4 separate regions of the Mus musculus genome follow, and regions 1, 2 and 4 are each linked to region 3. The links are chromatin contacts, called in public HiChIP or PLAC-seq maps. All regions are on one chromosome and are shown on one strand. Each heading gives the region's core, a stretch centred on a gene start, on an enhancer-like site or on the middle of the called end of the contact. The rest is flanking DNA. Distances are from core to core; before and after follow the strand shown. Region 1 overlaps Agpat3 (1-acylglycerol-3-phosphate O-acyltransferase 3). Region 2 overlaps Agpat3 (1-acylglycerol-3-phosphate O-acyltransferase 3). Region 3 holds the start of Rrp1 (ribosomal RNA processing 1 homolog (S. cerevisiae)). Region 4 overlaps Agpat3 (1-acylglycerol-3-phosphate O-acyltransferase 3).

Region 1 (6,684 bases), core at 521-3,020, 83 kb before region 3:
GAGGGAGGGCTTATGCCAGGATCTCACTCTGCAGTCCATACAGGCCCAAACCACATGATGCCCCTGCCACAGCCTCCCAAGTGCCGGGATAATAGGAATGTATTATTGCAAAGGCATAGCTCCTACTTATTCAAAATATGTTTGATGTCGTAAATAAAATAGTGGATTTCAGAATATTCTTGGATACAGTTTTGTCCCAGAAAGCTAAACTACCCACCCACTGCCTGCCAAGAACTGGGACATTGACCTAAACCATGACCCTGCAGTCTGAACCAAGAGATCTGCATGACAGACAGCACCCACTCTACAGATATCTTCTGGGTCATGGAGGAAAGGCAGGAAGCCACCTGATCCAGGTTTGACCATGAAGGATGAGCCTGTGGTTCAAGCTCCTTCATTAAAAGGCTCTGGGGATGGCATGAAGCTCCAAAGGATGAGGGCATGGGAATAGGCAGAGATGTCCCACCCCTGTCACATAGAACGTTAGGCTCTATTCTCAGGCCTTGTGACCCAGAACCCACTGCCGGACTGACCCAGCTAATATCAACCAACATCAGCCCCTGTGGCCTCCAGAAGGAGATGCACCTGCTCTGTTTCTATCAGGAAGCAACTCTGACCCCAGGGCCACAAGCTTTCAGGTCCCGGTAAGTGGCTATCAGCTGGTCTCAAGGAGGCTGGTGTGCTTCTGGGGCCATTCTGTTGAGGGGATTGCATGTGAGAGCTGTGTCCTGGTAGCCACTCTGGCTCACCAACATCCTATCTCACCAGCTCTTCACTGGTCTCTCTCTCTCTCTCTCTCTCTCTCTCTCTCTCTCTCTCTCTCTCTCTCTCTCTCTCTCTCTCTCTCACACACACACACACACACACACACACATATATATATGACAGATATAGATGCCTCCTGACCATAGAGGGTATAAAAATGCTTGCCCTTTAAGAAAATCAGCAGGCATATTAAGGCCTAGCCATGCCCAGGGCTCAGATTGTCCCAGTATCCCTATCTAACCTAGGTATGAACTGGGGTCAAAGATCTTCCACTACCAGGAGCTGGCTATGTCACACAGGGGACCCACACCTAAGCTGTACCCAGGACACACATAGAGACATGCAGAAACAAACTCATGAAACCCACCATGCCCTCTTCACTTACCAAGGCACAGGCTAGCAGGGCCAGGCGATGGCTGTCCTCAAGGGTGTCCGACCTGCAGGGCCTAGAAGAAGAGGACATGGTCATGAATGTGGCATACAGGGCTTAGGAGAGGCATTTCCCTCGAAGCAGGCAAACAGCGCTAGGCAAGAACTTCACTAGGGACTCAAGCCAATCCCAGGATCATGCCCCTGGAGTTCAGGAAGTTGAGCCTGCACTTCCATTGCATAGCAGGAGGTTCGCAGATGACTCATAAATGAAAAAACCCAGAGACAGGCACCAGTTACATTCCAGGACACCGGGGACCACTGCAGAGACCTGCAGGTCCCTAAGCAATGGAACTGGGCTGCTGCATCTGCCAGAACAGAACAGCCTCCCTCTGCCAGGGGCTGTCCTACCCAGAGCCACTGCCCAGCTTGTGTGCATGATGGAGCATCTCCCCACTCTACACACTGGGCTCCTCTGGCCCGTTAGCTCTACCACGCCACACCACACCCCAGCCCTTAAGGATCACTTTGCCAAAATGTCCATTTTAAACTGTGGCAAACCCTGCACAAGACTGACCATCTTGAGCATGTCTGAGGCACGTATGCATGGCTGTGAAGCCGTTGGTACTCTCCACCCACAGAGCTTTCCCATCTTCCAGATGGATACCCAGCCTCTCCCATAAGCTAGCAGCCGAGCCCTCAGTACCCAGGATGCTCTCTGTCTTCACACTAGAAACTCTAGCAACTTCATGTAAGTGGAATCACACAATCGCTCTTTCTGTGAGGGCTCTCTCTTTCTTAAGGCCAAAGACCATTTTGCTGGATGAGTGCAGTAGAGCGAGTGTCTGTGTCCCTACCCCACCATGACAGTGCAGACAGCAGTGTCTTTGACAGCGATCAGGTCTTGAGTCTTAGTGTCCTCAAGAGAAGAGAACAGGCTCCAAACTCATGATCCTCCTGCCTCGACCTCCCTATTGCTGGGATTAGAGGCTCATGTCACCCTGCCTGGCCACTTTCCAGTATTTTAGGTTGCCTCTACACTATCGTTGGGCCATATACTCCCGAGGAAAATCCATTCCACTACTAGCTCTGCCCCTCGGTAGTGACAGGAGCCCACCAGCATGGCTGCAGCAGCTCACTTGGGACGTGGCACTGTGGACTGCCTTGCTTCTTCAGAGTAGGGTTTGGTAAGTTTCTTGGATTTAAATTTTCACCAAATTTGGAAAAATTCAAGGCCTTGCTTTTTCCTAGCATGGGAGACCTTTATGTTCTTTCCCACTCGTCATAGTCCCACTGATGTCTTCTTTGTCTTTTGTGCTTTTCAAAGCATTCTGTCTTTGAATATACTGATCTCTTCTGCACCCTTTAACTGACCAAATCGATCCCAGCCAGGATGGTTTATTTTTGCCTCTAAGATATGTGTGTGTATGTACACTCCAGAAGACAACCTTAAGTGTCAACTTCAGAAATGGTACCCACTAGGGCTGGAGAGATGGCTCAGTGGTTTAGAGCACTGGTTGCTCTTCCCTAAGACATCAAGTTCAATTCTAAGCATGCACGTGGTAGCTGACAATCATGTGTTAACTCCAGTTCTAAGGGATCCGACACCTTCTTCTAGGCCCTGCAGGCACTAGGCACATGGTGTACAAGCATGCATGCAGGCAGAACACACACACACACACACACACACACACCACTCATACATAATAAAATAAACTTAAAACAGTTGAGGACAGTGTACCTTTACTATAATCACTACCAGGGGGTCAGAAGCAGGTAAATCTCTTTGACTTCAAGACCTGTCTGGTCTAGAGCAAGTTCTAGGCCAGTCAAGGCTACATTGTGATACACTGTCTCAGAAAAGAAACAGAAACAAAGAAACAAAAAAGAAAGAAAGAAAAACAAAGAAAGAAACAACGAAACAAAAGAAACACCACTCACCTCCTTTGAAACAAGGTCTCTCATTAGTTTGAAACCTCACAGTCCAGCCGGCACCTGTGTCCCTCGGATCCCCTCATCTCTGCCTCCCAAATCTTTCATTATGGCAACACCACCATGCCCAGCAGTTTTATGTAGGTTCCAGAGACTGAAGTTCAGGTTCTTTTTTTTTTTTTTTTTTTTTCTCGAGACAGGGTTTCTCTGTGTAGCCCTGGCTGTCCTGGAACTCACTTTGTAGACCAGGCTGGCCTCAAACTCAGAAATCTGCCTGCCTCTGCCTCCCGAGTGCTGGAATTAAAGGCGTGTGCCACCATGCCTGGCTAGTTCAGGTTCTCATATACAAGTCTAGGGACAGACAAACTCAAGCCCCAGTTCCATTAAAAAAATAATAATAATAAAAATAAAACAAAATGAAATAAAAGAAAATAAAAACTGCACATAGAAGAGAAAGTGGGAAGGCTGAGTACAGATGTCTGCAGCCTCAGCCTTAGGAGTCAGAGGCAGGAAAGGTCACGAGGGCAGGAGCCAGCCAGGGCGACAGAGCAAGAGCTGGTCTCCTGACCAACTACTAAGGACAAGAGACTTGTGACTACTGTAAATAAGACAGAGTTAGCGACACAGCGGCATGTTAGGAGAGGGAACTGATTGTGACAGATGGTCCTCAGGCTCTTGAGTCTTCCCAAACACTGAAGCCATGCTCAGTTTTGCCTTTTGGTAAGGCTTCCATCCATGGCAGGGGACAGGGTACAAACCACAAACGGAAAAAAATGACATTGTCATTCAGAAATTATGTAAAGGGCTGGTGTGAAGCTGCAGGAGGGGGGAGGGGGCTCTAAATTATCTTGTCAAGCCGAGCATGGCGACACATACCTTGAATCCTAGCAGAAGCAGAGGCAGGTGGATCTCTGTGGGGTTAGCCTGATCTACATATGGAGTTCCAGGATAGTCAGGGCTACACAGTGAGACCAAAAATAAAAGTAAAATAAAAGTTTTCAGACATTAAGATGGTCAATTTTCAATTGAAAAGGCTCTCTCTCCAAGTGCAGATGTCAGGCCGTGCTCTGCTCTAAGTGACTCAAGACTGTACAGCGTGGCCTTCCAAAGAGACAGGAAGACTTCATTTCAGAAGCAGCTTTGACTCCGTTTTGAGGGAGGATGATGACTGCCCCTGAGTGAACCCCGAAACTGTACCCAATAGGTATTCAGCAGACTGATAAATAACTTATTTCTAAGAACAGAAAGAATGCCACCCTATACGTTGTTGAGGTGAATTGAGACTGTAGGGGCCCAGGGAAATATAAATTATAGCAGAAAACCATGCCCAAAAACTTACTGAACATACCAGACTAAGGAAAGTGCCTCTCCTTTACTTGGACTCCATAAAATGAGTGACACCTAACAGCCCCTTGCAAAGCTATCATGTGATACCTTGTATGGGCATCAAGGACCAAGGACTGTTATATCTGGATATCACAAAATATAGGCCAGCCTGGGCTACATAGGGAGTTCTGGGCTAGCCTGATCTACATAGAGATACGCTACTCCACCCGCTTTCACCCTTCAAAAAAAATATTAAAAAAAAAAAAAGAAGGGAGCTGGAGAGATCACTCAATGGTTAAGAGCACTTACTGCTCTTACAGAGGACCCATATTTAGTTCCCAACACCCACTTGGTGCTCACAACCATCTATATGCACACATAAAGCACACATACATACATGCAGGCAAAACACTCACATGCATTAAATAAATAAATCTGATTTTTAAAAAATGTAAGACTCAAAAAGACACTGTAGTCATGATTGAGACTTCTTAGGAACTAGAAAAACAAGTTGGGAGTCACACACCAGCAGTCAAAAGAAAAAGTTACCCAAGCTCAGAGAGCCCCGGCAGACCCTGTGAATGAACATCCAGAGCAGGAGCCCAGTGTCTCAAACTCTCTCAAGACATGAAGAAAAATAGAAAAACAGAAGTAGGAGAGGCCCGTTCCTGCACATCTGAGGCTAGTCTAATCTTCTCATTATTTAAAAAAGGGGAGTGGGGCTGGAGAGAGAGAAAAAGAGCTGTTGTTACTGGAAAATTCCTCAGATGTCACGTGTGACCATAGACAGAGCCTCAGGAAGATTATCGAGTAGCTCATCAAAGAGTAAGGCTAGGCTAGGTCTCCACGGGAAAGCCGGAGTGCAATCAAAGGGTTAAGATGGTAACATCATTTATAGACATGGTTTAAAAAGCCAAAATGAGCATGGACATCAGCAATACAAACCCTGAGGTTAGCAAGGCCACTGTGCAGGATGACCTGTAAATGTGTGGTGTCCCATCCTGAAAATCGTCGTTACCACCACCATCATCACCACCACCATCACCATCGTAAGTTAAAACCTTTAGAAACATGAGGAATAGAAGAAAATGTCCTCAACTTGATAAAGAACCTAAACACAAAGCAAACCAATCCAGTGTGACTCATATAGCACAAGCACTCAGAAACTGAGGCAGGAGGACTGAGATAACCTACAAACAGATCTCTAAGTCAGCAAGGCGCTGGATGAATAGTGACAGACATTCCTGAATCAGTTCAACCCAGCCATCACAGTAAGAAGTACAGAGCAGGTTCAACAAGACACATCCTGCAGAAAAGCCTCCCAGACGGTTAGTGTCTAAGACTTTCTTCTCTAATCTCTGTGTCTCTGTCTCTTCTCTGTCTCTGTCTGTGTTTCTCTCTCTCTCTCTCTCTCTCTCTCTCTGTCTCTCTCTCTCTCTCTCTCTCTCTGTGTGTGTGTGTGTGTGTGTGTGTGTGTGTGTGTGTGTGTGTGTGTGTACATACACATGTGCCACCCACCTCCTTTGACCCAGTATCTCTCACTGGCCTGGGGCTCACTGATTAACTAGCACGGGCTGGCCAGTGAGCCTCAGGATCCTCGTGTCTGCTTCCCCCGTCCCTGCCAGTGCTGGGGTCCCATCTCCACACCTGTTTGGCTAAGTGGGTCCTCATGTTTGCAAGGTTGAGTCATCCTGGCAGCACCCTTCTTTTAGTCTTCTGAGACATAGTCTCAGGTAGCTCAGGTTGACCTCAAATTTGCTATGTAGCCAAGGCTGGCCTTGACCTCATCATATTCCTGGTTCAGCCTTCCAAATCCTGGGATTACAAGGTATGAGCCGACACACTTGGCTCTCCAGCTTTCTTGAGAAAAACCTTTTTTAAAAGTTCTGTAGAGTTGAAGCTATAGTAACAAACATCTGGGTATGAGTATCTAGTTTAAATTTAGCATTTTGCCAAATGTCTTTTTGTGCACACACACGTGTGTTCTTTCCTGAGCTGTGTAAGGGCACAGCTCGGCTCTCCTAGAAGTACATTGTTCACTAGCACAGCACAGTGCACACATGGAGGACGAAACAGCTCACCCAGCATCTCTCTTGAGGTTCACTCCTGACACCTGGTTGCTTTGCCAGGCCCCTTCTGTTGGGAGTTGAGAGTGTCACTTGTACAGGGAAGACAGTAAGAACCTCTGGCTCATGGGTGGCATGGTCTGCTGTGAGCTCTCCAGAGCCATGGGCAGTAAGGAGCAAGCAAGGCGGCTGTGCTGGCAAAACTCATTCTCAGCATTTCTGAGGG
Region 2 (7,292 bases), core at 2,079-4,578, 110 kb before region 3:
TCTGAAGCCTACGTCAGAGGCTTCCCCATTTTGCTTAACAACCTACCAGATGTTTCCACCAAGGTATTTTGATACTACCTTAATGTATGACTTCTTTGTTCTGTTATAAAAATTTCATATAGCTGTTACTACACTGCGATATGGTGGGGTATTTGGGGGTACCCTGAATCTGTGTGCCTGGGCTTTGGTCACTGGTATTTGGCTCCAGAATAAACTCTTATTTCCTTGAGTTACAAGTTGTGTTGCTCATGGGCAGTTCTGGGCACCTAAATGTGGGGCCTGAGGATGCTTCACAGTCACTGGAGGAGTAAGATGGATCAGAGCAGGGTTCTAGCCCGAGTCCTGCTGGGCTGCCCAGGAGGCTTCCTTGTTCATGCTGATGAGCTTTCTGGAGTGGAGAGCTCCCTAGGCTGGCTGGCTGGGCCGCTGGCTTATTCTGATCTAGTTATTAGATTTAGTACAAAGTCAAGAGAAGAGAGGAAACGTTTCTCCACTAGCATTTCACATGTAAGGCTCCATCTGGCTGAGTAGCCTTACAGTAGTTCTCCCCTCCAGGCTTCATCTCAGTCTTATTCCTTTGGTTCAGGTCCTTCTCATGGCTGAAGATGTAGAGACGCCAGCTTGCTACTCTGTTTCTCTCAGGAGCTCACTCTATGCTGCAGGTGCAGGGATGATTATTTGCCTGTGTGGCTTTATTTAGAGCAAAACCCAACCATCCCTAAAGTTCTTCAAAGTAACTGGCAAAATCTGCAGTCGCTTCACTTTACTTTTATTTTCTTGTTTGTTTGGTTGGTTGGCTGGTTGGTTTTTCGAGACAGGGTTTCTCTGTGTAGCCCTGGCTGTCCTGGAACTCACTCTGTAGACCAGGCTGGCCTCGAACTCAGAAATCCACCTGCCTCTGCCTCCCGAGTGCTGGGATTAAAGGCATGCGCCACCACGCCCAGCCTGTTTGTTTGTTTTATAACAGTCTCACTCTGTAGCTCTGACAGTCCTGGAACTCACTATGTAGGCCAGGCTGACCTCAAACTCACAGAGATCTGCCTGCCTCTGCCTCCCAAATGCTGGGATTAAATGTGTGTGTTACCACACCCAGCTCATTTTACATTTTTATAATTGTGCTAAACTTATTATTCTTAGCATACCTCATATATGACATGTGTATTTAGAATGGCTTTTGTTGTTGTTTTTAGAGAGAGGGTTTCTCTGTGTAGCTCTGGCTGTCTTGGAACTTGCTTGGTAGACCAGGCTGGCCTTAAACTGATAGAGTCCATTAAATGGACAGAGATCCATTTGCCTCTGCCTCCTGAGTGCTAGGATTAAAGACTTGTGCCATCACTACCCAGCTTTAAGATGGTTTTTGACAGCGATTAGCCTTTATAAAACAGTATGTTCAAGGCCCTTCTCTTGGACAAACATAAGATACAACTTAAAAGAAGAAGAAGGAGGAGGAGGAGGAGAACAACCAACAACAACAAAAGAAAAAAAAAAAGTCATTTAAAACTTGCTGGCCTGTTACTTCCTCCACCTTATTCCCCACACCTTGGGTTTTTTGAGACAGGGTTTCTCTGTGTAGTCCTGGCTGTCCTGAATTGGCTCTGTAGACCAGGCTGGCCTCAAACTCAGAGATCCGCCTGCCTCTGCCTCCCAAATGCTGGGATTGAAGGCGTGCGCCACCACTGCCTGGCTTCCAGCGGCAACTTAAAGTTGACAGATGACACTAATGTGCTTCATCACACACAGAGCTTAGGCTTGGCTCCTCTTTCACAGTGGCTTTGGAAAGCTTTAACCCACTGTGCCTCTCAGCCCCTGGGCTTCCTTGAATGTTGGTCTTGGTAACATTTATAGAAAATCTGGCTTATAGAACAAGTATTTTTTATTTTTATTTATTTATTTACTGATACAGTCACTTAAAGCTCTGTGGTTAGATTTTATCCAAATATCTATATGTTCTCCCATTGGCCAAGGGTTTCTCTTGCTAGATAGCTACCCCTTGACAGTGGGGAAGTCTACAAGGACAAGGAGTTATTAGGACTGGGAGATGGCTCAATGGATACTTGCCATGCAAACCTAAACACCTGAGTTTGAGCCCTGAATCTCATATAAAAAACACATGTGCCATCGCAGGACTCACACTGTGAGATGGGTAGAAGAGACAAGAGAACCAACCAGAAACTCACAGCAGGGGGTAGCCTGGTATACACCGCAGTGACAGCAATAAGAGACCCTGCATCAACAATGAGTATGTCGAGAACCAACTCCTAATTGTCTCTGACCTCTACATGTGTAGCATGGTGCATGAGTGACTTTACTCCCGCATGCAAAATAAATGTTTTTTAGAAAGAATTTTCAACAACTTGGAGGCTGTGTAGCTAGTTTTTGTTGACTTGACATAAGCTAGAGTCATCAGAGAGGAGGGGGCTTCAATTGAGAAAATGCCTCCTTAAGATTCAACTTCAGGCAAACCATAAAGGATTTTCATAATTAGTGATTAATGGAGAGGCCCCAGGCCATGGTGGGTGGTATCATCCCTGGGCTGGTAGTCCTGGATTCTAAAAGAAAGAAAGCTGAGCAAGTCAGGGGAAGCAAGCCAGTAAGCAGCATTCCTCCGTGACCTCTGCATCAGCTCCTGCCTCCAGGTTCCTTCCCTATCTTAGTTCCAGCCCTGACTGTGGAAGTCCAAGGCAAATGAGCCCTTTCCTTTCCAATTTGCTTTTGATCATGGTGTTTCATCACAGCAATAGAAACCCTAACTAGGGCAAGGTATTGCTGCTAAATTGCATAGTTATGAAACTTACCTTACTGAGGAAATACTTCAGTCTGTTTATAAGACTTGACCAGTTACACAAAACTCTCATTATACCTATGATCTGGGTTGATGGTTAAATAAATACGGCACTAACTGTCAAAACGGACTGATGCCTTTATCCTCAGCCTATGGAATACCGGTGACTCTAAGGTCTACCTCTCTAGAAAAGTGTTGTCTGTTTACAAAGTAAGTGTTGGGAGTTCTGTAAAACATTAAGGATTATATGAACAATCTCTACCAAAGAATACAGGGCACATCACCATAAGGGACTTTGGAGCATGACAATAAAAATTCTGAGTTGGTCACAGAGTTCCCACAGTCAGCTCCTGGGAGAAGAGGAACTGGAGAGAAACAGAAACCACTGAGGCTGATCCAATCAGCTGGGGGAAACGACGCAGCAGCAGGACTCTCTTCAGCCAGACGGAAGGGCTGTGTAGGTATGGCTAAGGGGGCCCATGCTGTTCAGCTCACCGTGCCTGTGCAGCTAACAGTGCCTGTGTGACTCACCGGGCCTGTGTGGCTCACGATGCCTGTGTGGCTAACAATACCTCTGTAGCAAAGCCAGGAAGTGAACGCCTAGACTCATATCTCACCTCAAGGTTGTGCCAGCTGCCTCTGAGCCCATCATACAGGCATCATATACTGTGGGAAATTCATGTCCACTACACCAACCACAGAGGGTCAGTCCCAAGTGCTGAACACTTCCATTAACTCTCACTGTTGATAGTTCATACGTCCTTTCATATTTAGATTTTCTTTGTAACGTTTTGGCACTGGTGAGATGGTGAAGGTTCTTATCACACAACTGAGTTCAATCCTTGAAGCCCACACAAGGTGAGAGAACCCTCTGACCTCCACATGCATTCCATGGCAGGTACACACCACACACTCTAATATTTTTCAATTGTCTAAGATACTTAACTCTTTTTTTGGTATATACCCAAGCTATAGAAACAACACTGATCCGGGTATTGGTAACCCAAGAAGGATGCGCCTGGGTCCTCACCACAATTGTGTGTTCCCACCTGCTTACCCAGACCTCCCAAGGGACCAAAATGTCATGTTCAAGATTTGGGGGTTGTCATCATTCATAAAAGAATCTTCTCACCATTCAGTATAATTTGGGTTTTAAAAATTCTGGCTTTTCGATCTCCCTGAAGGAATTTCGTTCTGAGATACCTCTGCTTGAAATCCCAAATCTCAGAACCCAAGATAAACTAATAAGGAAAAAGAAAAGAATGTTAATCAGGTCTGACCAACTGAATTACTACATTTCTACTGATATTCAAACTTAAGATACAACAAATTAAGGCGGGCGTGGTGGTGCACGCCTTTAATCCCAGCACAGGAGGCAGAGGCAGGCGGATTTCAGAGTTCGAGGCTAGCCTGATCTACAAAGTGAGTTCCAGGACAGTCAGGGCTATACAGAGAAACCCTGTCTCAAAAAACCAAAAAAAAAAAGATACAACAAATTAAAGAATCCAAAAAGCCCCATGACACTCAGACTTCTAACTACATTAAAAAACATTAGCTCCAGAGATCTGGACTGATTCTTATCTAAATTATAATGTATAAACCAATCTGTTTCTCATCTGAAGAGCATAGGCTAACTGCTCCTGTCAGGTCCACCAGTGGCTTTGAGGGTAGTGTCTGGGCAGTCTTCGTTGTCAGGAGGTAGCATGGCCCAACTCCAACACACAAAGCCTGGAAAATCCCCTAAGCCAACTGTGAGATTATCCAGGGTCCCATCAGCAAACAATGGCACCATTCTCCTGACACACAACACAAATGGCCATGTGCTGGTCAACCCTTGTGGTCAAACCACGTGATCAGAACAGGGCCCTGCTGAAGCGTGAGGTCAGGAAGCTGTGTGTTCCACTCCTTTCTGAAGATGACCAATCACCTCCCTATAAGGCTCTGGCCAGTTGCTTTGTCAAATCACTAGCTCAAGTTTCTATCCCCTGCTGTGTGAGTGTGCCAAGCAAAGCTCTTTCTCTGTGCATGTGAGTGAAGCTTCAGTTACACACACACACACACACACAGAGTCTGATTTCAGAGCAATCCCAAGTCCCACACTCCGCTCAGCTGCTATTCAGTTAAGGCTTTGCCTCTGGTTTGTTTTCTCAAAGAAACGACAGTAGTAGTAGTAGACTGCTTTAACTCAGATAAAGTGAAACATTAGTAGTCCAACTAGGAAAAACTTGAGGCAGCATTACTCTGATGCCCACAAAGGCTTCTGAGGGGTTGGTACATTCAAAGTGGGATCACATCCCAAGACTGGGTTCCAAGGATTCAACTGACAGGCCCCTCGCTGTACAGGCAAGATGATAAATGCCTTTCTCTACTTTAGTTGCTTCTCAGGGGGATTTTTTCTTTGAAACGGGCAATGCTCAAGTCCATGCAGCGACCAGATTATATTAGCTGAAACATTTAAAGTATAAGGGCAGAGTAAGGTCTGAGGCTCTGCACCCAGGGCCTGCCTACATACTGCACTGTGAGGTGCCTGGGTGGGGTTCTTAACTCTGGTTCTTTTCATCAAACTAAGCCACACAGATTTCCTGGTTCAAGAGCTGACTGGAGATGCTATGAGGACATAAAAAGGACCTTCAAGAGATGGTGGATGTGTAGTCAGGGGTCAGCATGCCGTCTTTCCTATCACTGGGATGTCTTGGGGGATCTTATACAGACATCTGAGGCAAGGTTTACTGAAAAGACATTAGAGATGGTGCCAGGATTGAAGACTCTGACTTAATGGTGAGCACTTGGCTCAACACAAAGAATCCTTTCAGCCAGTCCATCCATTTGCAGCTCAGACAGCTGTTTAGTCAGCTGCAACACGTGTCCAAAGTAAAGAAGTCGGAAGTCATGCAGAATAGGAAGCAGCATGCTCCTACCACAGCAGGACAAGGGCCCAGCTCCAGTACGGCAGGACAGACAGCATGCCCTCCACACCCTCAGCTGACTCTTCCTCCAGAGCTGTAACTGCTCATGCCACTCAGTGCTAATGGAGATAATGCTGGGAACCAGGGCTCTCACTACCTGGCCAGGTCCAAGATAACACCTCAAGCCCTGTAACAACGATGATAGGCATGATGGCATACTGTTCCCTCACTCAGCACACCCCTGACAAAACCCTGAATTGGATTTCCCTGTATCATGTGCTGAGAACACCCAAAGTGGGGACACTGACCCCTCAGGTGGCTGCCCCACTGGCCAGTGTCCTCTGTCTTCCACAGAGCCACAGCATCATGTCCCCGCCTTACTGGGGAACACTGGAGAGCGGAGGCTCACTGGTGGCATGATATGGTCACGGTGTTCTCAAGCAAGGCAGAGTCTAGTTCCTGGGCTGAGCTTCTGTGATGGGCACTACCCAGTCTCTAAGATCCCATCTAAGCTGGCTCACCCAGCAGGGGAGTCAAGAGGTGAGGGACACAGGAGATTGTGGGGAAAACACAAATAAACTTTGTCAACAAAGCCTCCCAGGTTGAAAGGACCCACACCTGTGCCCCCAGGGGACACAGGGAACACCAATGATCAACCTCCAACATGATTTAGGAACTGGGAGATCAGATGAGCTAGTCCCTGTCCCTCTGCCCCTTTACTTGGCTCTTATGGTCTCAGGGTAGGAACCAAGGGATAGAGCAGATCCTTAGTTAGAGGCAGAAGTAGCCACTCAGAGCCCCACTGTACCTCCCGCACCCACAATGCTCACACCTACACTGTATGCTCTGAACCACCCGCACCCAGAGTGGCAGCACCACGGGTCCCAACATTGCCTGCACCCACACAACCCATATCCACACCCTCCCAGCCTACAGCCCGCCCCAGCACACACATGTATCACTCATGCTGCAATCCCCAAACGCACACAGCCTGTACCAGGCCTCCCTTACCAGTAGAAGTAATAGGCCAAGGCCACGGCCAGCAGGGCGACGCAGACCCCAGAGAAGAGGCAGGTTGAAGAGCTGGCCAACATGGCTATCCTCCGTCTGGTGAGCGTCTGAGAGGGGATGAGGAGGAGCCTGGCTCTGAGTACAGGTCTCTGGCAGATTAGGGAGCAGGCTCAAGGAGAGCAGATGTGACTGGGCCTGATTGCCCACATCAGGCAGGCACTGAGACTACTGGAAAAAGGGAGGTAGACTATCCCGAGAATTATGCTGGGCAGTGCCTTCCCAGACTACCTAGTGACAGAGGACACGCTGAAGCAGGTCACAGGGCAGCCTGTTGTCTGAGCACCACTGCAGATCTGCTGTGGGACATACACTAATCCAATAAGCAGCTTTTCTAGGAGCTATAATGACATGACGCAGGTCACTGGGCTCTGTCCATGGATGGCCCCAGGACTGGGACCAAAGAGAACCATAGGTTCCTTACCTAGTGGCCAGAGACTCTAGGTTCAAACAGGAGGCTGGCCAAGTCCCAGAGTCCCCAATTCCATGCCTAAGACACTGTCCTTTGGGTTCCTGAGTCTGATGCAGTGTAAGAA
Region 3 (6,792 bases), core at 785-3,284:
CCTTCCTAGTTCTTCCTGTGAGGGAAACAGGAAGCACACGCTCAGGCCCCGAAGCACAGTGGCTCTGACGGCCAACACTACCAATGCCCTCTCACTTCAAAGGACCAGCTGCCAGTTGGCCTTGGTTCCTTGCTTGCAAAAGACCTACTATGGGGCTGGAGAGATGGGTTAGTGGTTAAGAGCACCAATAGCTCTTCCAAAGGTCCTGAGTTCAAATCCCAGCAACCACATGGAAAAAAAAAAAAGACCTACTATGCAGGAAACATCACTTTCTCTATAAACAGCAGGAGTCAGTGCTGGCTATGTTAAGGGGTGGGGTGGAGGATTAAACATAAGCCCCTCAGTCCCCCACCAACTCCTGTGAGGGTTCTTCAGCTACCTTCCCAGGCACCCACCTGCTGGAGGGGCTTGTCCTGCATCCACATGCAGTAAAACAGTCCTTTCCATACTTTTAGCAGTTCATCTGGAGTGAAACCACCTGCATCACAAGAGCAACAGTGAGACTTAGTGAGCCCTGGAACCTACCTTCCCGAGCCAGGAAGGAAACATGACTGCCTGAACTACTCTTAACAATAATACGACTGGGGGCTGGCGAGATGGCTCAGCGGGTAAGAGCACTGACTGCTCTTCCAAAGGTCCTGAGTTCAAATCCCAGCAACCACACGGTAGGTTACAACCATCCTAATGAGATCTGATGCCCTCTTCTAGGGTGTCTGAAAACAGCTACAGTGTACTTATTTATAATAATAAATAAATCTTTGGGCCAGACGGAACAGGGACTGAGCGAGCTGGGCTGACCTCAGTGAGTGGGGCCAACTGGAACGAGCAGAGGTCCTAAATTCAATTCCCAACAACCACATGAAGGCTCACAACCATCTGTACAGCTAGCTACAGTGTACTCATATACATTAAATAAATAAATAAACCTTAAAAAAATATGATTGGGCAGCCAGCCCCGCCCTCAAAACATTCTCCAACAGAACTGCCATAACGGTGCCTGGAGGAGCCCCTCCCCCCAACCCTCCAGTAACTCCATGCACCAGCAAGCAGGTATCAGTCCCATAGAGTTAAAGAAACCCAACACTTTCGGGACCGGGAGATGGCCCATTGTTAATGCAGTGATTAATTAAGCCAGTGTCAGACCAAGGAACTGTAGCTATACTATGACATTTCGGAGATTAAATGGTGAAAGTTATTCATTCCGGCTAGCAAAGGACATCACCACCATTTAGCGAGGCGCATCCCCCAAGTTGGGGTGCTCTGACTAGAGCGTGAAAAACTGCGCTGAGACACTTCCCAAAGCATACAGCCATGACCTCGGCCAAACCACCGCTCAGGGAATCTATAATTTGCATCCGCGGAGGGATATCCAAAAGCAAAGGACATCGCCACCATTTGGCGAAGCGCATTCCCCAAGCTGGGGTTCTCTGACTAGAGCGTGGAAAACTGCCTTGAGACACTTCCCAAAGCATACAGCCGTGACCTCGGCCAAACCACTGCTCAGGGAATCTATAATTTGCATCTGCGGAGGGATATCCAAGAGACGCGGAGGCTGCTGAAAGGGGTCGCTCACTGAGGACCAGAAGCACAGAAACCGCTCTGCAAAAGGACATCCTGGGAACGGGGTGTCGAGAACACACCTTTAAGAACACGGGACACCAGTAAAGGCCGGCGGAAGAGCACCAGCAAGCTACAGAAGGAAGAAAAGCGGGCAGACCGATCGGGTCAGCCTAAGCCAGTAGAACAGCAGACGAAGGCCGGATCCTGCGGGGCCCACGCAGCGGAGCTCGCCTGCCCTCCCGCCCGCGTACCTGTCGCCCGCTGCGACCTGGCCTCGATGTACTTCCGCAGCTTCCGCAACGCGCGGTCCCGCGTCACCTGTTCATTGCCCGCCAGGCGCTGCGCCAGCTGGATCTCCGGCGGGAGCGGCACTCCGGGAACCATGGTGAGGAGAACCCTGAGACCACGCACTCGACGCTTCCGCTGGGGCGCTCGAGTGACGACACGCGCTCGTCACCACTGAACGTCACACTGAGGCGACACAACCCAGCTAGACGTCAAACGTCCTGGACGATGCTGGCGTACGCTACCGCCTCTCAGTGGCCGAGAGGCGCAACTGCACCCTGCAGGGAGGAGGATGGTCTGGTGTAAGCCTAGGGCATCTCTGATTCTTGAAAAGGTTAAAGCATTGTCTTGGGTTCGCCCTCCTCTTTACTGCAGCAGGAGTGGCTGTATTACAAGAAGATCGTGATGTGGCCCAGCTTGTCCTCAACTGTAACACTTAGCAGGACTGCGTGGAGCTGCCCTTGGCTCAGCATCCTGAGCCATGTTGGGGTGTGGGGTGTGGGTGGGGGGAGGTTGGGTGTGTGCATGAACCCTGCAACGCCGAGAACTACGAGCTTTACCCGAAACACTTTACCTGATCCCTAACACCTTAGTCCTCAGGGAAATCCACCCCACCAAGCCTCTTGTAGAGCATCCACTTTCCTGGAAAGAGAAAAGCAAGAAGGCTGTCAGGATCCAGATTATGGGACAGGGTGCAGGTACCTATCATGAAGGTAGGCAGGCAAATACACTATAGAAAGCACAGTGAGTGTGCAAAACTTGAGTGTGCCCTGGTTCATGAAATGTGTGGTGACAATCGTTTGGGACACTATTGGGAAAATTTTTCCATATAGCCCAAGAGCTGAAATGTCAAATTAGAATACAAAACAATTACAGGTTTCATTGGTGTGCCCAAGACCACCAGAAGTCTGATGACTTGCTGGGGGAAATTTCCAAGACCAGTGGACGTTTGGACTTAGTGGTACCATAACATTGCCAGTTCGTTGCTACACCATAGGCCAGCTAAGCCCAGGATTAAAGTGTCAGGCAAGGAAGGTGGCTGTATTTGAAAAGCTAGATGCTGGAAAAAATGGGAGGGATGGTTGTTGAAAGTCTGACTGAAGAGGAATAAGCAACTGGGGTGGGAGAGGGCATGTCTAAGCACTATTACAGGAACATAGACAATTCTGTATTTTCTATAACATCAGAATTTACTGAATAACAAAAAATTTGATAGACTACATCAATGTTATGGCCACGCTTTTTAAAGTCAACCCAGTTTCTTTGACTTAGGCAAGCTATCTCTTGTTGCTGTTGTTTTATTTATATGAGTACGCAGTTACTGTCTTCGGACACACCAGAAGAGGGCATTAGATCCCATTACAGATGGTTGTGAGCCACTGTGTGGTTGCTGGGAATTGAACTCAGGACCTCTGAAAGACCAATCGGTGCTCTTAACCGCTGAGCCATCTCTCCAGCCCTAGGCAAGCTATCTTAAACTACTAATATTAATGGTCAGACTCTACTTACACATCACACAGTAAATATATCCACCTATACATATGTGTATATGCCAAGTCCTGCTAGGCTTGAGTACTGAAACCCCAACTGGGAGAAGTAAAGAAATACAGGACAGACACACAGACAGAAAAGGTGGGCTCAGCTTAGGTGTGAGCACTCTGATTGGGACACTCACTACCATTGCAACTTGGAACCTCAGGTTGTTTATTATGTACCAACTAGGAGGAGGAGGATCTGGTCCTAAACATCCAGTCATGGATGCTTTTTAAGTCTACAAGTCTCAAGCACAAAGATGGTAATTAGTGCCTTAGTTAGGGTTTCCATTGCTGTGAAGAGACACCATGACCAAAGGCAACTCTTATAAGGACAACACTTAATTGGGGCTGGTTTAGAGGTGCAGAGGTTCAGTTCATTATCATCAAAGAGGGAACCTGGCAGCATCCAGGCAGAGACGGTTCAGGAGGGGCTGAGAGATCTACATCTTCTTTTTTTTTTTTTTTTTTTATTAGTTGGCTGGTTTGGGATGTTTCTTTTTTTTTTTTTTTTTTTTTTAAAGATTTATTTATTTATTATATGTAAGTACACTGTAGCTGTCTTCAGACACTCCAGAAGAGGGAGTCAGATCTTGTTACGGATGGTTGTGAGCCACCATGTGGTTGCTGGGATTTGAACTCTGGACCATCGGAAGAGCAGTCGGGTGCTCTAACCCACTGAGCCATCTCACCAGCCCGAGATCTACATCTTCATCTGAAGGCTGCTAGAAGAAGACTGGCTCCCACATGGTTAGGAAGAGGATCTCAAAGCCCACCCCCACAGTGACACACTTCCTCCAACAAGGCCACACCCACTCCAGCAAGGCAAAGGTAACACCTCCTAATAGTGCCAGTCTATATGGGCCCAGCATATTCAAACCACCACACTCATCAATTGCTTTTGAAAAGAGCAAATCTCTAGAACAAAGATTAGTATTTGCTTGGGCCAGGCTTGCCCATAGTCAGCTGCCCAAGTCCAACTTTTGGAATGTTCCACAATGGACAGGTTAGAGTAGGCAGCTGCTCCCTGGCTTTACCCATTCCCAAACTCCAGGTCACAGAAGAAACTATTATTTGTCTGATTCCTGTAGACACCAGGGTTGGGTGACATCAATCAGGAAGTCAGCCAAGATCCAGGCTCAGTGCTCAGCTTCAGTATAGCCTGCTACGGGGGAAGGGTCCAAAGAAAGATTTTCCAAAGGAGAAGAGGTGTAAGCTGAAGGACAGGACAGCCAGGACCAAGTTTACCTGAGTGATTTGGAGTGTATCCTAATAGGACAAATAAAGATGAAAGCTGTGGGGGGTGGGGGTTGAGGTGGTGGGGTGGGTGGCTTGGTGTCTGGGGACATGGGATCTAACATTTACAGCCATGGGCGCTGCATGTGTGAGTGTGTGCATGTGTGTGTGAGAGAGTGCCCGTGTGCATATGTGTGCATGAGTGTTTATGTGTGTAAAGAGAGAGCCATATATAGATGACATATAGATAAATGATAGATACATAGATAGATAAATGATAGATAGATAGATAGATAGATAGATAGATAGATAGATGGATGATAGGTAGATATAGATAGATGATAGATACTTAGATGATAGATAGATAGGTAGGTAGATGATAAATAGATGATAGGTAGATGATAAATAGATGATAGAGGGCTGGTGAGATGGCTCAGCAGGTAAGAGCACCCGACTGCTCTTCCAAAGGTCTGGAGTTCAAATCCCAGCAACCACATGGTGGCTCACAACCATCCATAATGAGATCTGACTCCCTCTTCTGGAGTGTCTGAAGACAGCTACAATGTACTTACATATAATAAATAAATAAATCTTAAAAAAAAGCTATTGATTAAAAAAATAGATGATAAATAGGTAGGTAGGTAGGTAGATAGATGATAGATATTTAGAAAGATAGATGGATGGATAGATAGATAAATATACAGAAAGAAAGATTGGAATTATTTCATAGGAAAGGGAGATGGAGGCCACTCAAGGGACAACAGATGCTGAATTCGAGACTCTGGGTGTAGTAGACCTAGGGTGGAGCCTCTTCTCTCTTATCAAGTAACCAGGTGTGAGTCTCGGAAGCAGAGGGCAATACCCTGATTTATGTATGAGGGCATAAGAAAGGTGCTGAAGAGCACTCAGAGAACTGAGTTAGCAGGCCGACTAGAGAGCAGCCTACAAGTCAAATGGTTGTTTAAGGTTGTGGCGATTCAGGCCTGTAGTCCCACCCAGCGGAGACAGGTGGATCTCCATGAATTCCTGGTCAGCAGGGTCTGCCCTGTGAGTTCCGAGCCAATCAGAGTTCTGTAGTAAGACCTTGTCCCAAACAAACAAACAAACAAACAAACAAACTCCATCTTTTGAAGAAATCACAAATATAGGTCAGGGGGTGAAGGTCGCAAGATTTCTGGTAACAAATTTTTTGAATGAAATTTTTTAAGATGGGTGAGGTGAGTAGGAGGCACTCCAAAGGTATGTGTGATATATATATATACATATATATATATATATATATATATATATATATATATATATACACACACACAAATGGTATATATAAGGTGTATTTATATATAGGATATTTACACACACACATACATACATACATACATACATATATGGAAGGTTGAGGGAGGGCATAAGAGAGAAAGAGACATTGGTGGATTCACTTAGTTTAGATGTCCTGATAGTTAACTTTGTCAAACAGTTTTGGAGCTCCAAGAACACCAAGTCACACACAGAGGTAGGTGACACACACTGGCTGCTACACAGACTAAAACATCCCAAGACGGTTTCTGGCTTTGGACCTGGAGCGATCTAACTCCCAGTCACTGGTGTCACCTGTTGGACTTAGGACACATAGATGATGCTTCCTGCTGCGTGGGGCTGTAGCTGACAATTCTGCAGCCACAAGTCACATGTCTGTATGTGGCAATGAGGCCAGGCTCTCGTCCCTAGGCCTGAGGAAGACAAGGTTGAATGTCAGCATCCCAGGTCTTCAGGAGAGACAGAATTGTCTGAAAGACGCTATGAAGCATTTAATCCCTGGATCCTGACACCCATCGGCCCAGAGGCTCCCCCTCTCCCTCCCTTATCTGTGGAAACATTCCTCTATTTGGTTTGTTATGTAAATGAAAAAGTTGGGAAAGTTGAGGCTCTGTCTGGCTGCCTCCTCCTTCCCTCAGAAATCAGGCCACAACTCGGGCACACCACTCTTTACTTTCTATGGAGGCAGCAGGGACTTGTAGGTAAGTGTCCCTTACCTCTGCCACTCTGAACAAACAACTCTCCTCCTATGGACCCAAAGTTGGCTTGGAGTTATAGCCGGATTCCTCACCTGCTGGAAAGTTGTAAGAGATTTCGCTGATAGTGTTTTCTCTCTCTCTCCCTCTCTCTGTCGGCCTCCTCATAC
Region 4 (6,628 bases), core at 1,809-4,308, 130 kb before region 3:
ACAGGATCCCCAGTAGAGATGGGTTCTTGTTCCCTCTGAAGTTCAGGGTCACGTCATAGATAGCTGCAACTGAGGGGTGGAGACAGGACCAGTGAGCGGTGGATGATGGGAAACACTCTACAGCAGTGACGTCACCACCAAACAAAAAAGCCACTTTTACACCTGGGTCTGCCCCTCCACACAGCGATGATCTTCACTTCCAGCTGGCTGCCAAGTGCTCAGACCCTCCCTACTGGTGGTTCCCTCCTGCCCAGGCTCCTGGCCTCTTTCTGTGACTCATGTAACCCCTTCCAGATGACTCTGCTCTGACATTCTCCTTTATAATGCTTTGCTTTGTTTGAATTTTACTATTGGACAGTTTGCCACTAAGTAACACTTATCATCCCCACAGGTCTTATAACATGCCAATCCTATTTCTGCTATTCTTCTGTGCTTCTGGTATATTTTACATTTTTATATTTTATATTCTACTTCAAAAAAAATGATCTGATGAGTCTGATCCTGACTCCATCTCCTAAGTATTGTGACTGCAGGAAATTCTCCAATGCCTGATTTATGGGGTGCCAGAACACAGAACCCCATGTATTCAAGGCAGCATCCCCAGCCCTGTTCAACTTCTTGCTTCGCACAGTGGCCTAGCAGGCGGTGATGGATTCCAGCTTCTCACCACAGGTCCCCGTCTCCTACCTGTCCCCCGGAGGCACTGGACTGCCGTGGTAAAGCCCTTGGTCCGGGGCAGCAGGTGGTACTTGAGTGGGGGCAGCCCCTTGGAGGCAGCCACCTCCATGCTGATGCGATGCTTGGTCTCTGTGAAGCGTGTTCCTTCGCAGTACAGGAGAAACTAGGTGCAGAATGAACAGAGGGCCAGGAGAGGCCAGAGGGTTATTCCAGGACAGTGGGGATGGAACCAGAGCCCTGCCATTCAAGGCCTGTAACATTCCAGGCCTCACCCGCCACAGCCACATAGCACACTCGGCTGGAGGTAGAGAGAAGAAAGCATGGACGCATCCAGCGGCAAGCATGTTGTGTCATTGAAACAGTATTTTATTTTAGGGCTGCAATCTGCACTGCAGTCACACAAATGAGTGCAATCAGAACAGTTTTCCTCAAAGAATTCTCCAGAAGAAGAGAAACCTGAAAGCGTCCCTGGGCAGCAGCCTTTGACCAGAAAACAGAAAGCATCCACTGTCCCTGAGCATGGTGTGGGAGATGGGAAGTAAGAAGCTAGGTTTCGGAGAGTAGACAAGAAAAGGATGAGAGATACCATGCAGGACGGCTCTCCCACCGCCTGCACCCTAGGAGGGTGTGCGCCAAAGCTGGGCTTGCAGCAGCGGGAACAGTGGAAGCTATGTCCTAGGAACGAGGCCAAGTCTGCAAAATGGGGATAGTATCATGGGCATATGTGTGTGTGTGTGTAGACTAGAGGTCAACCCTGAGTGAGTTTCCTCAGGCACTGCCCACCTTGTTTTTTGAGATGGGGGCTCCCAATGGCCTGGAGCTTGCCAAATACGTTAGGCTGGCCAGCCGGTGAGCCTCAGAGGTGTACTTGCCTCTGCTTCCCCAGTGCTGGGAATATTTACACGCTCACCACAGCCTGCCTTTTCTGTTTGGGTTCCGGGGCTCAAACCCAGTTTCTTACACCTGTGTGCCAAGCACTTTACCAAATGAGCTATTCCCCTAGCTGGAGATTTTACAACTTATAACGTGGGCCCTGGTACACAGGAAGACTGAGTTGCATCCACAAGCCCCTACCACCTCGTGGTACATGCAAGCACACTCACCCACATGTACTCTGGGTAGTCAGCTAAGCGCCTCAGGCCCTCTATGACGGTGTCCCGGTCTTCCTCCCACTTCCGTTTGCAGAATACGATCTCTAGGAAGTACCACGTCCAGCCGATGAGAGGCACACACAGCAGCTCCCTCTTAGCCAGCACCTTGGAGCTCTGCAGGGAGACCATGGCATCTGTCAGAGGTGGGGAGGCCCGGCCAGAAGCCCTCACACACACACACCAGGGGCTCAAGCCTTGCTTCTCCTGGCTCAAAGTATTTGCTATAAATGGGACCCCCAGCTTATGACTGAATGATCCTTGACTTGGTACCCCTCAAGTACACACAGGGGGCCACCCCAGAAACTACTGAAGAGCCCAGCCTTGGTGTTGTGGCAGGCCCACGGTAGATAGCAGCACCTCAGTACCTGGTCTCTTCCTGACCCCTATCTTCCTGCCATTGCTTAGGGGCTTCGGCTGCACTCAACTCCCTGGCCCTCTTAGAGTGGTTTAAATTCACTTAAGGCCACTAACCAATTATTCAGTTAGCCTTGAGTGGGATCCTCTGGATGGTGAACAGTAGTAACAAGAAATGAAGTCACAGTGAGTCCCAAGAGCAGGCAGGAAACTTCAGAGAAGAGCACATGGGAAAACACACCCCTCCCACCACCTCCATCAGCCATACCGCTCAATGAGAAGGGGCCAAGCCAAGAAACCTCTAAGGAACAAGCCTCTAGAGTCTCGGGGACTCTGATGCAGGTCTCCTCCTGGGGCCCCATTCTGCCATCATTCACCCAGCCCTCCCTGACCCCATTGCTCACCCCCAGCACGCCAAACCGCTCGCACATCGTCCACCCACAAAGGAAGTCGATCTCGAAGTTGTGGTTGAGGATAACAACCACATGCTCCTTCCCAAAGTGGTCCACGGTGGCCTGGTCGGTGAAGAGAGTGCACTCCGTGCAGGACCACCACTCCAGGAGCATGACCAGCTCTGCGGGAGGGTGGGGTCAGCACTGGGAGATGCCTGCCCAGTGCCCTGCTCCAGCCCCAGCCCCACCCCGGTTTTCCACAGGTTCTGGGAGAGCAGTATCAGACCCACATCCATTTCCATTTCCACCTAGAGGGGAACTCTTTTCTAGAAGTGAGTTTGGAGGGCCCGTGTTTGTAAGCTTTCCCGAGTCACAGCTACTTTGTGTGATGGAAGTTGTGGCGGCAGCAAACGGAAGAAGCAGGGCCCTGCAGCTCTAAATAGTCAGGCTGCCTCAGTGTTCAGCCACCACGTCACATGACCACTGGCTTGCTTATGTGGGAGGCAGGCGGGAGCTGTGTCCTGAATGACCAGGAAGAGAATGCCTGCGGGGCCATGCAATTCACAGTTGGAGAGCGAAGATAAGGTGGACATCAAGTGTAAGCTATGGTGCACATTCAGTCTTGCCCACCCCAGGCCGGCCTACGGAAGAGCTCCTATGAGATCTACTGCTGCCCAGGAGGATGTGGGATGCCCCAAGGATGAGGAGGGGCACTGTGGTCAGGAGCTCAGAGGGCAATCAGCAGCTGACTGCAGCAGCATCTCCACAAGAATGAGGAGGGTCACTGCAACTCAGAACCCAGCCTCTACCTGCCTGCATCTCACAGGCCATGACAGATCCAGGATGAGGCGGGACCACAGCATTACCTGGCTTCTCCACATGGTCACCTTCATAAGGTCAGGGCCAGAAGGTTCCATGCTAAGAGCTTTTGTTCAGCGTAGAGTTTGAATATAAATGAGGTCTGGCAGGAAGCACACGAGGGCAGGCATCCTGCATGGGTGCCATGGTCTGCAGTGGGATGACTACGGCCAGGCATCTGAGGCAGGTGGACCAGGATGTAACTGCCACATGTGGGATGGCGGCAGGAAGCACTTCTGGCTCTGGCCACTGCTTCATGAGAGAGCCCCAGGACCCCCTGAAAAGAACTGATCCCTGGGGATGGAGCCAGGGCATGCTGCCAGCCTCAAACACAGAGCCCACAAATAGGGTGAGGCCCTGGGCACACAGGAGTTCTCACTTAGTCCCAGGAGGGGTGCCAAATGGTGTAGCTGCTTTGGAATACTGCAGAGGTTGGGGTCCTTAATGTTTTCCAAACACATTAGCATGTGGCCAGAAGAGCATCCCATATGTGTGCCCTAGAGCCATTCGTGTGTCTACATGAGAACTCACACAGGGTGGCTCTGCCATTAGAGAGTGGTGACAGTCATCATCCTCCAGTCTAGCACAGGCTATTACCCAGTCACATGACAGAAGGAAGTTCTGAGGCCTGGGCACCCAGGAAGTCCCCAAGGATATGCTCTTCAGTTGCCGTGTACCCATCTCCCCATCTCTGCTTGAGGCCAGGCTGATGCTAACTGGCTTCTCTGCCCCTCCCAGGGCGTGCTCAGAAAGCCTCACGGGGGTACATCTGACTTTCTAGCGCGTCTCCCATGATAGCTGAGGGGCTCTGTTTCCTTTCCTCTCTGGATTTGGTGTGTGTGCTGTTCTGGAGTCAGAGTAGCACCAGATTCAGGAGTCTATAGTTTTAGCTTTTATCTGTCAACACTGGAGTGGTCTTGCCACCAAGTCATGTTGCACGTGTGGGGTTTGTAGTTTGCTCTCTGTGCAACAGCTGTCACCTTTTGAGTCAAGCTGAGAAGGGGGATCAGGCAGACTGGAGTCACTGGCTTCTAGGTAGGGAGAGGATAAGGGTGCAGAAATCCTGTGAGATGGTACGTGCCCTCTCCTGTGGGGTAGCACACACCATCCTGTACCCCCTTCCTGGGGCATTGCTGTCCCTTCCTGCCTCTTCCATGCCTCTGCCGCACAGGCAGGTGTAAGCAGTTATAGACTTTTTCCCCCCACTTAGAACTGCATTTGGAAGAGGGTTCTCAGATACAAAAAGGCTACTCATTTTCTTGGTGTCTGTGTGGGCACACCGAGGATGGGATATGGCCAGGGCTAGCATCCATAAGACGACCTGGTTAGCTTTGGGCCCATATAAACAAGAGATGGTGAGGATGCCTGTGAGGCATAGGCACTGGCAGAAATCTCGGGGCTGTGTCCTTGTCCTGTGGGAACTGAGTCAAACTGGCATCATGTAAACTGCAGGTAGCTGCATCCAGGTCCAGGCCCTCCCCGGTGCATAGGCTGGGAGTAAGTGGCTGTCTGTCCACGTAGATGTGGAGAAGGGATCTCATGTATATGTGCATTCATGCACTAGTACGTTCTGATGCATAGGTAGCACTCACACACTTGCGCCAAAGGGGCACCCTTGTTTTTACTTGCACCCTGAAATGTGAAGAGGGACATTCAGTACCCTGTGCTGGTGGCCGGTTACAGATCAGTGGGCCTATTTTTATCTCGCTTTTGCTGGTCTGAAAGCACCCACCGTGCTGTGTTAGACCCTCCTTTTGTGTGAGTCACACAGCTTGATGTGGAAATATCATGTGGTTGAGCCTGGTAAAGTTACTCTGAGCACCTGTTCACATGACCCTGGAAGGGTATGACCTCAGGGAACCAGAGATGCACCCGGCTCTGTTCTGCAATGGAGTGCCAGGTGTGGCCCTGTCCTTGAGAGCCCTGGCAAGAGAAGCTTCCCCCCACCTCCGTGCCCCCCGCCCCAGAAGCCCCTGCACGATGCCCTTATGGGCGAGGACACTTACGGCTCCAGAGCGAGTAGGCCAAGCGGCAGTTGATACGGCGGTATAGGTGCTTGCTGATGGGCCAGAGGGCCAGTGTGCACAGCTGGGTGAAGTTGATAATTAACCCGCTCACCACGAAGACGAAGCCAATGAGCAGGTGCACCACGAACTGGGTCTTCAGGTAGGCAAGCAGGCCCATGGTCGCTGCTCAGGGGCGGCCGCACGGTCCTTCACTGAGAACAGCCGTCCTGGAAACACAGAGCTCAGGTCAGTGTGTGTGGAGACAAGGCATAGGCTTGTGGTCTGGACAACACGGCCCTCATTCAGGACATGGGTAGGAGATGCGCTGTTTTGCCTGGTTTAGAGAGAGGCTGCCCCTGGAAAGCTGATGGACAAACACTATGCATCTTATGCAAACATCACACGTGAACACCCCCCCCCACCACCACACACACACACACACACACAGGGAGTGACTTAGAGCACAGGAAGGCTGAATGAATGGCCTATTCAAGGGGCCAGCAGGAGATCTCAGTGTTGACTTTGAGGCCTGAGTCTATGCTCATGTCCCAAGGCCAGGGTCTGCAGGCCATGTACCCCGACACCTCAGTGACCTTAAAGTTCCTCCCTACACCATGCAGGACAGATCCGCATAGACCTGAATATATGAGGTGGCTGAGGGTCTCCACAGCCATCACATGACACTACCCTAGCTATGATAGCTCTGACCCAGCAGCCCCAGGGGAAATGACAGCCCTCAGCACACCATGCTCATGTTCATGTCACAGGCTCTATCCTGTGCCCCTCCCAGTGGCTTTGCGGCTCTATAGCACACCTTCGATCCCACACCCTGGGCCCCAGGGAGAGACTATGATTTTCAAGATTGAACTTCAGTGAGGTCTCACATACAGTCACTATGTACTCAGCTTTGGGTGACAAAACTCAGTGACCAGAAGCTGGGCAGTGGTGGCGTACACCTTTAGTCCCAACACTTGGGAGGCAGAGGCAGGTGGATTTCTGAGTTTGAGGCCAGCCTGATCTACAGAGTGAGTTCCAGGACAGCCAGGGCTACACAGAGAAACCCTGTCTCGAAAAAACAAAAACAAAAAAACAAAAAAACAAAAAAACAAAACAAAAAAACAAAAAAACAAAAAAAAAAAAAAGAAAAGAAAAGACTCAGTGACCAGGTGGCCACCGCCACTACACACAG

Evidence for each region. HiChIP or PLAC-seq counts read pairs in DNA pulled down with a chosen protein or histone mark.
Region 1: a contact with region 3 is called in an HNF4G HiChIP or PLAC-seq map of pancreatic cancer cells. The contact joins the enhancer-like site here to the promoter of Rrp1 in region 3. A contact is called at or near these places in 4 of 39 promoter capture datasets (HPC-7-derived erythroid cells, embryonic stem cells, epiblast stem cells and 1 more), 1 of 15 datasets of contacts at CTCF or cohesin (the NIH/3T3 cell line), 2 of 484 Hi-C or Micro-C datasets (bone marrow-derived macrophages and cerebral cortex), 8 of 115 datasets of contacts at active chromatin or transcription factors (the SCID.adh cell line, SST interneurons, bone marrow-derived macrophages and 2 more) and 4 of 9 other capture datasets (adipose tissue, liver, macrophages and 1 more).
Region 2: a contact with region 3 is called in an H3K4me3 HiChIP or PLAC-seq map of bone marrow-derived macrophages, with 5 times the contacts expected there. The contact joins the enhancer-like site here to the promoter of Rrp1 in region 3. A contact is called at or near these places in 6 of 39 promoter capture datasets (HPC-7-derived erythroid cells, cranial neural crest, embryonic stem cells and 3 more), 1 of 15 datasets of contacts at CTCF or cohesin (the NIH/3T3 cell line), 3 of 484 Hi-C or Micro-C datasets (CD4 T cells, Th1 cells and bone marrow-derived macrophages), 16 of 115 datasets of contacts at active chromatin or transcription factors (the 230-238 cell line, CD8 T cells, the HPC-7 cell line and 11 more) and 3 of 9 other capture datasets (adipose tissue, liver and pancreatic islet).
Region 4: a contact with region 3 is called in an H3K4me3 HiChIP or PLAC-seq map of bone marrow-derived macrophages, with 4 times the contacts expected there. The contact joins the enhancer-like site here to the promoter of Rrp1 in region 3. A contact is called at or near these places in 9 of 39 promoter capture datasets (the 3T3-L1 cell line, 3T3-L1-derived adipocytes, the C10 cell line and 6 more), 3 of 15 datasets of contacts at CTCF or cohesin (the NIH/3T3 cell line, embryonic stem cells and large pre-B cells), 10 of 484 Hi-C or Micro-C datasets (CD4 T cells, DN3 thymocytes, the MPC-11 cell line and 6 more), 33 of 115 datasets of contacts at active chromatin or transcription factors (the 230-238 cell line, the HPC-7 cell line, the NIH/3T3 cell line and 23 more) and 4 of 9 other capture datasets (adipose tissue, liver, macrophages and 1 more).

Annotation. Positions count from the first base shown.
Region 1 is chr10:78,328,126-78,334,809 of GRCm38.p6, forward strand. Agpat3 (1-acylglycerol-3-phosphate O-acyltransferase 3) reads right to left here. Exons shown (of 10, transcript NM_053014.3): 2 at 1,151-1,211. Among named protein-coding and RNA genes, the nearest start is that of Mir7659, 8.7 kb to the right of the region's middle. Within about 2 kb of position 1,771, at least 32 of the 459 cell types and tissues checked have an H3K27ac peak or open chromatin away from gene starts, as enhancers often do. A contact at or near this core is called in liver, pancreatic cancer cells and trophoblast stem cells, where this site is marked.
Region 2 is chr10:78,300,578-78,307,869 of GRCm38.p6, forward strand. The region is part of intron 2 of Agpat3 (1-acylglycerol-3-phosphate O-acyltransferase 3); the gene reads right to left. Among named protein-coding and RNA genes, the nearest start is that of Mir7659, 36 kb to the right of the region's middle. Within about 2 kb of position 3,329, at least 100 of the 459 cell types and tissues checked have an H3K27ac peak or open chromatin away from gene starts, as enhancers often do. A contact at or near this core is called in CD8 T cells, the HPC-7 cell line, the SCID.adh cell line and 4 more, where this site is marked.
Region 3 is chr10:78,411,009-78,417,800 of GRCm38.p6, forward strand. It overlaps Rrp1 (ribosomal RNA processing 1 homolog (S. cerevisiae)), which reads right to left and starts at 2,035. Exons shown (of 13, transcript NM_010925.2): 1 at 1,812-2,035; 2 at 396-478; 3 at 1-15. The coding sequence starts at 1,944.
Region 4 is chr10:78,282,408-78,289,035 of GRCm38.p6, forward strand. It overlaps Agpat3 (1-acylglycerol-3-phosphate O-acyltransferase 3), which reads right to left. Exons shown (of 10, transcript NM_053014.3): 3 at 5,440-5,666; 4 at 2,588-2,757; 5 at 1,782-1,943; 6 at 688-841; 7 at 1-69. The coding sequence starts at 5,617. Among named protein-coding and RNA genes, the nearest start is that of Gm30122, 22 kb to the left of the region's middle. Within about 2 kb of position 3,059, at least 18 of the 459 cell types and tissues checked have an H3K27ac peak or open chromatin away from gene starts, as enhancers often do. A contact at or near this core is called in bone marrow-derived macrophages and memory CD8 T cells, where this site is marked.